Regions from separate parts of the Mus musculus genome. Here regions 2, 3, 4 and 5 are each linked to region 1. The links are chromatin contacts, called in public Hi-C and HiChIP or PLAC-seq maps. All regions are on one chromosome and are shown on one strand. The core of a region is the stretch at or near the end of the contact, and the rest is flanking DNA. Distances in the headings are between cores, read along the strand shown.

The links. A called contact is a pair of places that touch in the nucleus more often than the background predicts. HiChIP or PLAC-seq counts read pairs in DNA pulled down with a chosen protein or histone mark.
Region 2: a contact with region 1 is called in an H3K27ac HiChIP or PLAC-seq map of heart atrium, with 15 times the contacts expected there. The contact joins two enhancer-like sites. A contact is called at or near these places in 3 of 39 promoter capture datasets (the 3T3-L1 cell line, hippocampal neurons and liver), 4 of 15 datasets of contacts at CTCF or cohesin (the NIH/3T3 cell line, embryonic stem cells, hippocampal excitatory neurons and 1 more), 153 of 484 Hi-C or Micro-C datasets (the 3T3-L1 cell line, 3T3-L1-derived adipocytes, the AML12 cell line and 80 more), 11 of 115 datasets of contacts at active chromatin or transcription factors (the HL-1 cell line, PVALB interneurons, astrocytes and 8 more) and 2 of 9 other capture datasets (embryonic tail and embryonic trunk).
Region 3: a contact with region 1 is called in a Hi-C map of tail fibroblasts, with 6 times the contacts expected there. The contact joins the promoter of Myocd here to the enhancer-like site in region 1. A contact is called at or near these places in 11 of 39 promoter capture datasets (the 3T3-L1 cell line, embryonic stem cells, frontonasal cranial neural crest and 5 more), 1 of 15 datasets of contacts at CTCF or cohesin (hippocampal excitatory neurons), 65 of 484 Hi-C or Micro-C datasets (the 3T3-L1 cell line, 3T3-L1-derived adipocytes, the AML12 cell line and 35 more), 9 of 115 datasets of contacts at active chromatin or transcription factors (astrocytes, cardiomyocytes, embryonic basal ganglia and 6 more) and 2 of 9 other capture datasets (embryonic trunk and pancreatic islet).
Region 4: a contact with region 1 is called in an H3K27ac HiChIP or PLAC-seq map of heart atrium, with 9 times the contacts expected there. The contact joins two enhancer-like sites. A contact is called at or near these places in 2 of 115 datasets of contacts at active chromatin or transcription factors (cardiomyocytes and heart atrium) and 1 of 9 other capture datasets (embryonic tail).
Region 5: a contact with region 1 is called in an H3K27ac HiChIP or PLAC-seq map of heart atrium, with 6 read pairs. The contact joins two enhancer-like sites. A contact is called at or near these places in 8 of 484 Hi-C or Micro-C datasets (the HL-1 cell line, cardiomyocytes, cerebral cortex and 2 more) and 2 of 115 datasets of contacts at active chromatin or transcription factors (cardiomyocytes and heart atrium).

What each region holds. Positions count from the first base shown.
Region 1 is chr11:65,666,262-65,669,043 of GRCm38.p6, reverse strand. All of the region lies in intron 2 of Gm40026 (a long non-coding RNA gene), which reads right to left. Among named protein-coding and RNA genes, the nearest start is that of Gm30786, 7.3 kb to the right of the region's middle. Within about 2 kb of position 1,408, at least 7 of the 459 cell types and tissues checked have an H3K27ac peak or open chromatin away from gene starts, as enhancers often do. A contact at or near this core is called in heart atrium and tail fibroblasts, where this site is marked.
Region 2 is chr11:65,203,769-65,206,550 of GRCm38.p6, reverse strand. It overlaps Myocd (myocardin), which reads left to right. Exons shown (of 13, transcript NM_146386.3): 6 at 2,129-2,292. Among named protein-coding and RNA genes, the nearest start is that of Arhgap44, 42 kb to the right of the region's middle. Within about 2 kb of position 1,325, at least 7 of the 459 cell types and tissues checked have an H3K27ac peak or open chromatin away from gene starts, as enhancers often do. A contact at or near this core is called in heart atrium, where this site is marked.
Region 3 is chr11:65,268,573-65,271,354 of GRCm38.p6, reverse strand. It overlaps Myocd (myocardin), which reads left to right and starts at 1,366. Exons shown (of 13, transcript NM_146386.3): 1 at 1,366-1,711. The coding sequence starts at 1,657. It overlaps Gm30586 (a long non-coding RNA gene), which reads right to left and starts at 1,430. Exons shown (of 3, transcript XR_001780238.2): 1 at 1,092-1,430.
Region 4 is chr11:65,302,636-65,305,417 of GRCm38.p6, reverse strand. No RefSeq gene overlaps it. Among named protein-coding and RNA genes, the nearest start is that of Gm12295, 16 kb to the right of the region's middle. Within about 2 kb of position 1,442, at least 15 of the 459 cell types and tissues checked have an H3K27ac peak or open chromatin away from gene starts, as enhancers often do. A contact at or near this core is called in heart atrium, where this site is marked.
Region 5 is chr11:65,357,690-65,360,471 of GRCm38.p6, reverse strand. No RefSeq gene overlaps it. Among named protein-coding and RNA genes, the nearest start is that of Gm12295, 71 kb to the right of the region's middle. Within about 2 kb of position 1,386, at least 4 of the 459 cell types and tissues checked have an H3K27ac peak or open chromatin away from gene starts, as enhancers often do. A contact at or near this core is called in heart atrium, where this site is marked.

The sequences.
Region 1 (2,782 bases), core at 159-2,658:
GTGATTTTTAAGTTTTACATCTGACTCTGGCTGCTTTTAGAGGAGAAGAAGGGCTTTTTAAAAAGTCTCGTGTAATTCTGACTGTTAGTTGTCCTTTAGTGTCCTCAGAAGATTTGGAGCCCCTTCACTCCAGGATGCCATACTCTGCAGATGCTCAAGTTCCCTGTGTGCAGTATCTGCATATAACCCATGCAATTTTCCATAGACTTGAAATCCCCTCTAGCTGTCTCATAACCCCCAGCATTATGCAATGCTGTGTATACAGCTGCTATTATTTATGCAACAAGGGCAAGGAAATAAGCATGTATTTGGATATAGAGACCATATAGTTTTCTCTGTAAATGTTTGTAGTGAAGAGACCTGAATCCAGGACTCTATGGATTCTAGGCAGTCCTCCACAGACCTTTTAAATTTTATTTTGAGACAGTGTCTGGGGGAATGTGTGTGATCCTATTGCATCAACATCTGGAATTGCAGGTGCATCCGACCATGCTTGGCCTTAAGATTTGTAACTTGCGGCTGACCAGATTCACTCACTGGAGCTTACAGATGCAGACAGCTGCCCATCTACGAGACACTCAGAAGCAGGGTTGCTTTCATAGGAGGAAGAGGGGCTAGGTTGATGCTGCATGACTCCCTTGTAGCCAAGAGCATCTGGGCTTCACTTCATCAGGAACTTTGGGTTCTGGAGGATGTAGCTCAGAGACACTTGCTCCAGACTCTGGGAGCCTAAACTTGTCCTTGAAACCCTTTGTTCAACTGGCCCCTTAATCACTAAGTGTGGGGAATAGCACACTAGACCTTCAGATCATCCCCTTAACAGTGTTACCCTCAGTATCCCCAAAGCTCCCTGGGTCTAAACCACCAATCAAAGAAAACACATAGTGGGACTTGTGTCTCTAGCTGCATATGTAGTAGAGGGTGGCCTAGTCGATCATCAATGGGAGGAGAGGTCCTTGGTCCTGTGAAGGTTCTATGCCCCAGTATAGGGGGATGCAAGGGCCAGGAAGTGGGAGTGGGTGGGTTGGGGAGCAGTGGGAAGGGGGAGGGGATAGGGGATTTTTGGAGGGGAAACTAGGAAGGGGATAACATTTGAAATGTAAATAAAGAAAATATCTAATTAAAAAAAATTCAGATAGTAGAAGAGGAAAAAAACAAACAAACCAGTTTTACCCTCGTTCCTCTGTTGATTGGGCTCTGTATACCTGGGGTCTGTGTGGCCATGAGGCTGACAGGAACCATGCAGTAATTGCAGGCAGCCCTCCTCTCCTAGGCCCCATGCTCACTAGTTGGATCTCCAGCATTTTATGGAAATGCTGCATTTCCTTATGACCAATCCCCAGGCTGACAAAGTTAAATAAATGACGGCAGTATGAATCAAGTATGCACATAAAAATGGAAACACTTGAGGTTGGGGGCCTTGGTCCAAGTACAGAATGGTCTCTAGCCTTCCCTCTCCTAAATATTTGCCACTCTCTATCGGAGGCTGGGAGCACGAGGGAGGAATGTGAACTTGCAACGGAAGAAAATAATCATCTCCTGCCTGGAAGATGGCTTGGAATGATGCCAACGAGTTAGGGCTCTGCCCATGGGCACTAAACTCTCTCTGTGCCAGTTCTTCCTCTGCCAGGAACTAGCTGAAGATTGTTCTTTTGTTTGGTATCAAAATATATGTTTCTTCAGATTTTGTGTATTGCATATCTAGAACTAGCTAGCTCATGGGTCTCTTATCACCGTACTTCTTTCTGGTTTGGCTCAGGGTGTGAAATCATAGATTCCTTTGGGAAACAGCTGGCCAGGTCTTTATGAAGTTAAGCACTTGCCTTTCTCCTGAACAGGTATTTTCACCTAACTGAAGGCCTGGGTTCCAATGTTCACAGCCTTTCTCAAGGGGGTCCAAGTTTACAGTGAGCTCAAGTTCATCAGCCTAACATTCCATTCACAGCCGGAATACAACTAGGCAACAGAGGTCACCGATGGATCTCAAAGGCCTGGTGCTAAGCGAAAGAAGCCCGAAGTAAAAGAATAAATGTGTGCTATTGTTTTATGTAACATTCTAAAACAAGTCAGAATGAAAACTAAATTGCTGTGACAGATCCTTGGTTGTCTGGCTGTAAGGGTGGGGTTGACTGAAAGAGGGACAAACCAAAAAGTTTTGGGATAAAGTTTCCTAATTTTAGTTTTTACCTTTAGCTGTGTGGTCTGTTATGAATTGATTTGTGTGTGGGTATTTGCTTGTTCGATTAGCAATGATTAAAAAGACTCTCATCTCCCCATCAGATTCTTTCCCAACTTTATCAAATACCTGTTGGTCATACATATTTCTGATGATTGTAATTACTTTTTAAAATCATGTTTTATTTAAGTTTTTAATTAAAATTATTATTCCTTGTCTAGCTGTACCTATCTGACCCATAACTAGTTTCTCTTCCTCCTCCTCCTCTTCTTCCTCTTCCTCTCCCTCCTCCTTCTTATTTTGAGACAATATTTTGCTATTTATTTGAGACTAACCTTGAACTCATAATCTTACTGCCTCTTTTCTTTCTACTCAGTTTGCCCTTGTAAGATACTGGACCTGGTCATCACGGCTTCTGTTGTTGTTTTTTTTTTTTAATATTTATTTTATTTTCGAGTATGTGTGTGGATATGTACACAGCAGTGTAGATCTCCCCCTCCCCCAGGCCAGGATAGGACAGTGGATCCATAACTCTGGAGTTACAGGCAGTTGTGAGCCACCCAACATGGGTGCTGGGAATAGAACTCAGGTCTGGAAGAGCAGTAC
Region 2 (2,782 bases), core at 76-2,575, 460 kb after region 1:
GATAGAAGAGAGACACTGGGTTTCAGTGAAAAGGTTGGCCCCTATCCAGTGAGTTTTTCTAACCGAAGGAAAACAGTTTTCTGACACAATGATGAAAAACTACTAATGCTTACTTATTTAGGTTAATAAATGGTTTCTGTAATTCTCTGCACTTTTTTAACATTTCCTATTTTTATTTTATTTTTGAGGACATTTAATTATATTTCTTTCTTCCTTTTCCTCCCTCCAAACCCTTCCCCAGCCTCCTTCAAATCCATGACCTCTTTTTTCACTAACTGTATTCAAATATGTATACACATAGAATCTGCTGTCTGTGGTAGTCTGTGTATATGTTTCCAGGGACAACCATTTGGCACCGGATATTTTGTGTGTGTGTGCTAAAATGTGTAAGAATGGGTTGGGGTTATTGTTTAATGGTAGAACAATTTCCTAGCATGCACAAAGACCCTACCCAGATTTAATCTCCAATTCCTAGCATGCACATATACACATATACCTCAAAGTACAAGTATTAATTTTAAGTGTTCCCACTAATACAATGGAACACTATACAATTATTTTTTTAAATGAGGATAGTCATGGGGGGAGGGGAGAGGGATGGAGTAAAATATGATTTTCAGTGTTGGGAATTGAACCCATGGCTTTCTACATACTAGGCCAGCACTATCACTGAGCTATACCCCCAACTCTTGATTAGTATGCTATACCCAGTCCAATCTATTTAAAACTTCATTTTGCATTTATCTTTCTGAATCCATATAGTTAAATCTAAAAGAGACCACTGACTTCCACTGTGAGGTGAAATATGTACATTAGGTATTTTTATGCTACATAAATTTTTATCACGAACTTCCTCTTTGATAGTTATAACAGCAATAATGACTTCTACACATTGACCCATAGAGCAGATGTCCCAGCATCTAAGCTGGTTAGCAGGCTTTCCATTGAGCTAATCACTGAAGTTTCCACTTGCTGTGTCCTTGCCTGGCCTCTTTCCTGATTTGACACTTGGATGTCCACATGAGAGGCTGTGACACATGCCAGCAGTGGGGGCGATGACAAGCCCCAAACCACATTTGTTCCATTTCTCCCAACTCCTCACAGCCTTCGCCATGGCCACGGTGAGAGCTCCTGTCTGTTATCTGTACCTAGTAAGAGTCAAAAGTTCTTGTGAGTGTGATTGCAGAATGGGGGGCTGGAAAGGCTCCCGATAATGTTGAAATTCCTTTGAAAGGGCTGTGCTTAGAATGGGGTCAGGAGAGCTCTGTGGCTTTGGCACATTATGTATTGTCTTGGACAATAAACTAGACGGGGGGAATGGGTGGTGTTAAATGTGAGAAGCGGGTAAGGATAACGTTATAGCCCCATCTGATCTGATGGCCTCTATTTGCAGCACAATGTCTCTGCTGCCCTAGAAGACCACCCAGGGGACAGAGGAAGCATCTGGGGGATGGTGGGAACTGTGAAAGGACTTACAAAGACACAAGATATCAGACATGAGAATATAATCCATGTGCTGAGAAAATCAGGGTCAGGTTGAAGTTTCCGAGATACCTTTTTTTGGCTTTTCTAATTAGCGACGCTTTGGTTGAGTGGCCACTCGGACGTGAACACCGGTGACGTTAGCGAAATCTGACATCTAGGAATTTAAACTTAGTAGCTGGCCTCCCTTCTCCGTATTAGCGAAGTCTGCTAAACATTTTGTGCCATGTGCCCTGCTTTATCTTTGAAGATGAAGCAACTGGCAGTCTGTCATGTTGATTCTCTCTCATGCTGGAAAGCCCAAAGGAGAGGGGCAGTCACTCTGCATTATCTTCCCGTGGCTTCACAGCACGTCCATTCCTTTCCCTTTTCCTGATTTATTTTCAAAAGGACACAGGTTCCATAGAAAGCGCTGAGAAATGACTCAGCCTGGAAATAAAGTTTAGTGAATGATGATGCGCTTTGAAGTTCTTGTGTAGAAAATTTGATCGTTTAAAATATATTTTCACTCTTCCCTGAACTTGTGCTGCACTGGGGGAGCAAAATGCGTGTTCTAGCATAGGGGCGACACTTCACTTAGCAGCATTTCTGAACAGCACTGGGACGCTCCAAGTCATTGATTCCACCTTGGTTTTCTCTCACTCAGGTACTGAGGTGAGCCTCTCCAAGGCAGCAGATGCATTCGCCTTTGAGGATGACAGCAGTAGAGATGGGCTCTCTCCAGATCAGGCTAGGAGCGAGGACCCCCAGGGCTCTACAGGATCCACCCCAGACATCAAATCCACTGAGGCTCCTCTGGACACAATCCAGGTAAAACAGACTGGCCTGCCTGACCGTCTTACATTTCACATTGTTACTGCTGTAGCTGGTGTTGCTTCCAGCCCCTCACTCTGTCTGCTGCTGGTTTTACCGTGAGACAGTGTCTCACTATATAGAATAGCCTGGTCTCAAGCTCAACCCTTGGCTCAGGCTGAGTGATGGGTTTACAGTGTATGCCACCAGCAGCAGCTTACCTGGTGATGTAGTTTCTTGTTGTCTCTTCTCAACCTATTCAGCGCAGGGACTTGTGGGTCTTAGAAACATTGAAAACTCCTCACAATGTTAGCTTTCAAGTTACCTTGTAAGCAAGTAGATATGCCTCTGTCTCAGGCATAAGGTAAATTGACTCACATAAAGTAAATTGAGATCCCACACTTAGCCAAGACTCTCCTGGCAGGACTGATCTCAAACTCATCAGAGGGCCTGGGGGGGGGGGGTGAGGGTGGGAGAAGGAGGTGCTCTCAGTAAAGCAGGAGGCACC
Region 3 (2,782 bases), core at 117-2,616, 400 kb after region 1:
GAGACCAGTTTCTGACTCCCAGCCTTCAAACCTGCAAGGTAATGAATCGGGATTGATGTAAGCCATTAAAGCGGCTGTGATCTGTTCCCACAGGAACAGCCCAGTTCAGCACTGCTTGTGGAATGCACAACCACTGCCAGGCTACCACAGGAGGCAGCCTGTTGTAGGCTCGTACTGCCCAACCCTATTCACAAGAGGAAGTTGAGTAGCAGGGCTCCACCTCCTCTCTGATTTAGTGAGGAGGAGCATTACCTATCTCAGAAAACGAATTCCAAGATTCAAGTGCATTGGTGCAACCCAGAGAATGGGAAAAAGGAAGGTCTGGGCACCCTAGGGTGTCTTCAGCAACAGTTGATAGAGGCAGAAGACCCCGGATCAGGGCAGAGATTAGTCCCTAACAGATATTGTTACATTAGGCCTCCACCTGTCATTGTCATTCTCTTCAAGAATTCACAGCTTTGAGACAAAAGGGGAGATGTAAAGAATTGTATCTGGGAGCTCACGTGCATATAAAGTTGCAAATAGTGGCAAATTGTGTGTTGTATGTATGCAGTTCAATGTTTTTTTTCCAACTATCTAAATCTTTGTCTTAGAACATGTGTTGTACTTAATGATGCACGTGGGACCCTGTCACCCCAGGCACCCCAGAGACGCGCATCCTCAGCGCCTCTTTGGGTCCCTTTCCCACTATGAAAGGGACGTGAAAAACCTCTGCACTTTTCCGATCTGGCTTGCCCAGGCCACCGAATCCTACCCTGTTGAGTGCTCAATAGTACGCTCAACTTTTGCACCAATCGCACTCTGGGCTCAGTCCCCAGACACAAACTTTTTGTGAATCCAAAGAGAACATCCAACCACAGGGAAAGACTTTCTGCCACTTCTTCAGCCGCTCAGTAGCTGCTCCAGGCATCGGTCTCCTGAAGCACCACCGCTCGGATACAGAGGGGAAGCGGGTGCTCCCGGGAGTTGCAAGCCAACCCAGCTTCTTGGCCCAGGCTCCAGCGCGTTCTGGAGATGTACCTTCCAGAGCCCTGCAGTAAGCTGGGGACACCAGGGACATGCACACCTAGGACAAGCAGATACACTCCTACCGTCGCCAGGCGCCACCTGCACGCCGGGCGCCGCCTGCAGCCTTCGGGCATCCGATTTAGGGGTGCCAGTGCAGAGACTCCCGCCTGGGCAAGCAGCCTTGGCGCACTATTCTGCAAAGAGTTAAGAGCCGGCTGTTAAGACTCCTGGGGCCGCGTCTGGTCCCCAGGCCCCGCTCACCGCTCCTGATTGGCTGATCTCCTGTCAGTAGTAAAGAGGATCAGATAGCAAACTTGGGACCTTCATAAAGGCGTGGTGGCGGTACTCCGCGACCGCTGGCAGCCTATGACATCAGCCAGGAACGCCTAGGATGCGGCTGTTCCCGGCCACCCTCAGAGGAGGAGGGTCCTGCCTGCTGGGAGTTAATTAGCCTCGCGAGCGGCGAGGGGGGAGGCGCCAGTTTTCTGGGGACACTGGCGGCCACTGTGCGTCCTCCTACCCAAGGGAGCTCCCCAAGAGTTGGATGAATTCTGGGTTGTTAGCTGCTGTCCTCTGGGCTCCCGGGAGCCAGTTTCTGGTGGAAAGCGGGGCGCCTGGCCAACGACCAGCGGCTTGCTGAGACTCACCATGACACTCCTGGGGTCTGAACACTCTTTGCTGATTAGAAGGAAGTTCCGATCAGGTAGAGTAAGGCGTTCAGCACTCCTTAAACTTTTCATCTCTACCACTCAACTGCTTTACAATGAATGCTTCGGGCCTGAGGTGGCGGCCTTCCCTCTGTTTCCCCAAAATGAACACTGTGTTTGACTGAATGCCTTCAAATGTCTTCCCTTTGACCTGTGTTAAGTTTGAGTTTTGTTTACGAATAATCCAATGTTTTACTTTATTTTACTATATTTTCCTTTATCGGTAAATAGACATTTTTAAGGGGACGACCCAAAAGGAACTGTGTTGAAATGGGCAACTCCAGGATCTGAAGTTATAGAGTGGGCGCGTTATCAGTTACAACCGCTGAGACAATGTGCCTAGGACTGTGAGACGTCTAGGGGTCACTTAACATGTAGCTAATCCAAACAAATGTATTTCCCAAAAAAGTCACTTGGAGGAAGTAAAAATAGCGAATTTGGAGCACACCAAGAATTTTTAAATGACATCACCATGGGGGAAAAAAACCAGCGCCACAAATATTTTTTCCCAAACCATCTGATATTTATAAATGGACAATTTTCCCTAAAATTGTTGTGTTAGTGGCACACAGAGAAACTTCTGGAGGGACACTCAGGAGAGGTGAGTATAAGGAAAGGGTACGTGGGGGCCTACAGAAGACGCAGGATTGTGTTCCCTCGTTCGCATCCTGGAAGGGCTACCTAGCTTTGCCCATTCTTGCTTTTATAACAGTGGTAACAGGGCCATTCAATGATGGCAGGGCACCTTCTAAGAACGAACATTTTGGTGGATAGCTCTGGTGTGAGCCTTCCATGTAACAGGTGCTGGCTGATGCTGGTGCCACTCACTCTGTCAATTCCCTTGGTCCTTCTGAAGGAGCTACTCAACTGTTTGTCTTGAAATGAGTGGCTCAGAAATTGTGCACAGTGGGTGATGGGCCATAAGGAGCCTCTGTAACCACCTCAGTTGTTCCTGATCCTTAGGTGTGGATGGGACACTCTGGGGATTTCTTGAAGGATTGTTTAGTGAGGCAAGTTGAAAACTTAAGAGCTGAAGTGGCCAGGAGCCACAGTGCCTCTGGAGGCCT
Region 4 (2,782 bases), core at 193-2,692, 360 kb after region 1:
GTCAACTTGATACAAGCTGGAGTTATCACACAGAAAGGAGGCTCCCTTGAGGATATACCTTCATGAGATCCAGCTGTAAGGCATTTTCTCAATTAGTGATCATGGTGGGAGGGTCTAGCCATTGTAGGTGGTGGCATCCCTGGGCTGGTAGTCCTGGGTTCTATAAGAAAGCAATCTGAGCAAGCCAGGTGAAACAATCCAGTAAGCAACAATCCTTCATGGCTTCTGTATCCACTCCTGCCTCCAAGTTCCTGCCCTGTGTGACTTCCTGTCCCGACTTCCTTTGGTGATGAACAGCAATGTGGAAGTGTAAGCTGAATAAACCCTTTCCTCCCCAACTTGCTTCTTGCCCATGATGTTTTGTACAGGAATAGAAACCCTGACTAAGACAGATGGTAAGATAGCTCAGTCAGTTAAGTGTCATTATGTAAGCATGAAGGCCCTGACTTGACCCCTGCACCACATAAAAATCTGGACGTGGTGATGTGTGGGTGTTTTTGTCAATCTAAGCATTAGGAAGACAGAGATGGGAGGATAGCCAGGGTTCACTCAAACACACACATTCGAATACACACACACACACAATCACTTTAAAGAGTAAAATTTTAATTTCAGCATATCTGAGTTTGAGTGTTAAATAGTCAAAGATCTGTGAAATGATCAAGCAAATCCCTCCACAGGACAATGCTGTGGTCTTGACATTTGTACGAACTGCAGTTCAAAACTTTTCATATTTGACTCCCTTGTTTGCACAGCACTGGACATGCTCAGTGCTTAGCAGCATGCAGGTGCAGTGTGGACCACACTGGACGGCAGGAATTCGTAGGGTTGTAAGGGTGGGCAGCAATAAATAAAAGTGTCAAGAAGACCCTGCGGAATGGAACTGGGGACAGAGCCTGCCAAGATATAGAGGAAGAAACTTCCAAAAAAAAAGAAAAAATTCTATAGGTGCCAACAGTCCAGGAAGTGGAGTTGCAAACAAAGATGTACATATGACCTTCAAAGGAGTGACCTTGAGGAGGACTCCTTTCTCAAGCCAGGGCCTCAAGGAATGTATGAGGGACACAAGGTTCCCAAAATATGCATTGCTGCCCCTTTCTGGTGCTCATTAGCACAAAACGAGATCCATCTCCTTTATGAGCAATAAGGGACAGGAGCTGAGCTCTCTAAGTGTGTATTCAGAATGTGGGTCCTTCTGGCTTTGCAATGACAACACTCAAGAGAAAGTGCAGAACAGGGTGAATTTCTGCCTACTCTGTGACAGCAGAGGGTGCTGCACCCTCCCCCCCACCCCCTCTAACAGGGTTCATGGTGGCCCTGTGCATTTAGCCTATCTCAATGTTATTTTCTGCTCGCAGTTTTCTGGACAGCTGACACCCTTGACAGTGATAAGAGAAGAGGGTTCCCAAATGGTGCTGTACAGTCCGCTCAGAGCCAAGCAAATACACGAGAGCCTGCCTTATCTCTCCTGTTTCTCAGGGGAAGTGACACAGGCATGAGAGCTGCTGAACAATGTCAACCAGGGACAGAGCATCTGGTGAGACCAAATGGCAGCTAGCTAGATGGCATCTTAAGTGGGCCCTATGCTCTGTGGCTTAAGAGGGACCTGAAATGCATGAAAGGAGATTGAGGGACAAATGGCCCTAACTCAATACATATGGAAGACCCCTTGTATCCACACCCTGCATAGTGTGGAAAGTGCCTACTGTGCGTGAGTATTGCTGAAATGAATGGGAAAAAAAATAGATGGGTAGAGATAAAACACAGAAACAGACCTGTTGGCTGGGATGACTAACTGAGATTTGTTTTTTATTTCTTGCATCAAAACTCCCTTTATTAATTTTTACTCATTAGAAGTTATGGGATAGAGGGCAAGCAAGATGGCCCAGGGAGTCAGAGCACTGACTGCCATAACTAATGAGCTGAATTTAATTCTCAGGACCCACAGAGTGGAGAACCAGCAAGTTGTCCTCTGACCTGCACCAGCATGTCACAGTGCGTGTGCATGGCTACACACAAATAAATACGAGTTGTGAAACAAACAGAGTTTATACTTTTTAAAGTTTCCCCCTATCTAGGCCTTAAGCTCGTCTGTTGTCTGGGTTTTCCCAAACAGGTCTTGACAGATTGACTGTGATGTGATATGCCTGGGCCCCTGATTCACCCAGTCCCCTGAACTGAATCTCTATAAAAACGAAGTTCAGCCATGAGAGAGAAAGAAATTCTTTCATTTGCAGCCATGGGATGAACCTGAGGACAGCAGTTTCGTGAAGTCATCCTGACCTGCTAAAATAAATTGTGCAATGTGCTCATGGCTACATGGGATCTAAAGATGGCAGATTCATCAAAACAGAAGGGATGGTGGAAGCAGGGCTAAGAGATTTGGAGAGATGTCTGTGAGAGGAGAGAGAAGAAAAAGTTCAAGAGATTCGTGGTACACAATACAGACAATGGCGCATTGTACCTAAGATTACTGAGTGTAGGCCCACAGTCCTCTCTCCACAGAAATCAGTGCATGCTGTGAGAGGAATTAAGCCATTGGACACATGCAAGTGTTTCAAAATACCATGTGTATAAATTCTGTCAACTAAAACATTCTATAAGAATGAGAGGGTGCCTTCCTTCTTCACCGGCTGTCCCAGAAACCTCACTCAGAAGTACTCTCCAAAGATACGTACTGAAGGAAGTTCCAAAGACAGCCTGAACTGCAAGGCAGGAGAACCCTTGCAGAGAAGAGGAGCTGCCTGTGTTAGGTTTTAAAAGGGAGACCCTGAAAATATTT
Region 5 (2,782 bases), core at 137-2,636, 310 kb after region 1:
GGTTTGGTTAGATCTAGATCATGGCTTATTCCCATTTCCCCTGGATTAATTACCGTTAACGTGTGATGAAATGTAATAGCCACAGTGATTCACCAGAGGAATGGCTTATTGGCTCTTACAGCTCCAGAGGTATCCATAGGTGGGGAGATAAGGCCGTGGGTGGGAATGGAGACTTGAGCAGGAGTTGAAAGCTCACATCTTCTGCTCCAGGCACAAAGCAGAGAGAGCAAACTGGAGGTGGGTAAGGCCTTCTAGTTCTCGAAACTGGTCCCCGTGACAGACCTCAGCAAGGCCCACTAACTGACCTTCCCTGGAAAGCACCACGATCTATAGACCAAACCTTCAAATGTGGAGGCAATTTCTAAGAATATACATTTTGACTGACGGAAACAAAAAGTTTGTAAGGTCATTGCCTTAAAAGAACAAGAGAAATCTCATTGTCCAATGCTTTCACGAAGGGGTTTAGCCCATCAAACAACTCAAACTGCTTATTATCTATTCTGTGAGGTCTAGGGGCAGTGGTTTTTTCTTTCTTTTTTTTTTTATAATCTAGAGGGTTTATAAAATGTTTTCTTGGTTCTCAGACTCCGTATTATCGAACTTTTGTTCCTAGGGAAGTTGACCATCAGTGCCTGCAATCAGCATCCTGCCACAGAAAGGCTATCCGCCTTTAGGGAGGTGGAAGGTGTGGGTTTGAGAGTTATAGCAGCCCTCTTACAGCTTGTGCTTGCTGTCACTAGAAATCTGTATTCTCTACATCTATCTATACTTCTTTTTCCTATTGATATAGTCCTATGAGCAGGAAATAGCATACGTACTGGCCTAACATGACTATGAATCTCCTTTTGTTTGATTGTTTGTTTGTTTGTTTGTTTATTATTGTGTGCTGCACACAATGTGTACGTAGTTTTGTGCACCATGGCACACATGTAGAGATCAGAGGTCAACGACGTGGAGTGTCCTTTGGATTCCAAGAATCAAAATCAGGTCACCAGGGTTGTGTCAGAAGCACCTTTACATATAGAGCCACCTTACTGGCTCAACTATGGATTTTCAAAATATAATTTTTGATTATGTTCCCCAGTCTCTCTCTGGGGGTCATGTCTCTGGATTCGGTGGTGTCTCAGCACATGACCATTAGTGACTACTAAGATTTATTACCCTGCCTATGTTGGACTTCTCAGCCTGTCACCTCAGCTCTCTCTTCTGTTGCTCTGGCAACCTGTGTGCTGCAATAGGTCTGATCTGCTTTGATGCCGTAGTAGGTCTGATCTGTGGCAGGATGCTGATTGCAGTTTCTGCTTTGGAAACTGCAAGGCAGAGAGGTCAGGAAACTTGTCCAAGGTTACACAGTCATCAAAGGGGCCAGAATTCCATCCAGAAAAAGAACAAGATCTCAGCCTCCAGATCCGCCAGCTTCCGTGCCAACGCTGAGCATCCTCCGAACACACTTAGAGGCGAGCTGCAGATAAGCGTGGCTTTGCACTTCATCTTTGTTTTCCTGTCAAAAATAGAACTTTTACGTTTACTCAAACAGAAAAAGGCACAACACTGCTGTTGCCATGGCGTGGCACTTTAAAAGATTTAGGCAAAGTATAAAAATGTAAGCTCCAAGCCACACTAAGCACTTTGTCCATCAAGCCTAACCAAAAGAGCTGAACCCTTTTCTTCTTTCTTTATACTGACTAAAAATAAAATAAGGGTTTTTATTGCTTTTTCTGTTTATGTTTTTTTGGGGGAAGGAGTGGTTTGAGACGGGGTTTCTCTGTGTAGCCCTGGCTATCCTGGAACTCACTCTGTAGACCAGGCTAGCCTTAAACTCAGAGATACACCTGCCTCTGCCTCTCTCTCTGCCTCTCTGCCTCTCTGCCTCTCTGCCTCTCTGCCTCTCTGCCTCTCTGCCTCTCTGCCTCTCTGCCTCTCTGCCTCTCTGCCTCTCTGCCTCTCTGCCTCTCTGCCTCTCTGCCTCTCTGCCTCTCTGCCTCTCTGCCTCTCTGCCTCTCTGCCTCTGCCTCCCAAGTGCTGTGCTGGCATTAAAGGCATGGACCCTTCATGACATGGCATTTTATTGTGCTATGTCTCTGAAAACTTGCTGTCCTTGTCACTGCATCACGTTCTTCTGCATAAAGACCACCTTGTGAGATTTCCTTCCACAAGAGAAAAATCTTCAGAGCTTGCACACGGCTTTCTCCTGCGGTGGTTTCTGTTGCACTGGCTGGGGCGTGGAATCTGACGGAGTATGAGAATAGGAGAGCTCATTTTGTGTGTTTGGGGTTTGTAGGGGAGCAATGGGATGTCTTCCCACCCCATTGTGATGCTCCCTGCCCGGGTGTTTTTAGATGTTCTTGTCACATCACATTGATGATGCATCTTCCATTTCTAGTTTGCTGAGAGTTACATCACAGGTGAATGAGGAGTCTTGTCAAATAATTTTTCTCCATCACCATGACATCACCATGTCCTGTTAATTTTAATTATTCATTCACCCATTATTTATTTTTTATTTATTATTGTAATAATTTACTATTATTCTTCTATTATTGTTTATTGTTATTATTTTATTATGTTTTTTATTTTATCATTTACATTTATTCTTTATTGTTTATATTTATCATTTTCTTTCTATTATTTTATCTTTTTTATTTTTATTTCATCATATACTTCTGTTGTTACTTATTGGTTATTAATTTTACTCATTTATTAATTTATCACTAATTAATTAATTGTTATTCTCAACTTACTTATTAATATATGGGTGCATTGCGTACATGGACACCACATG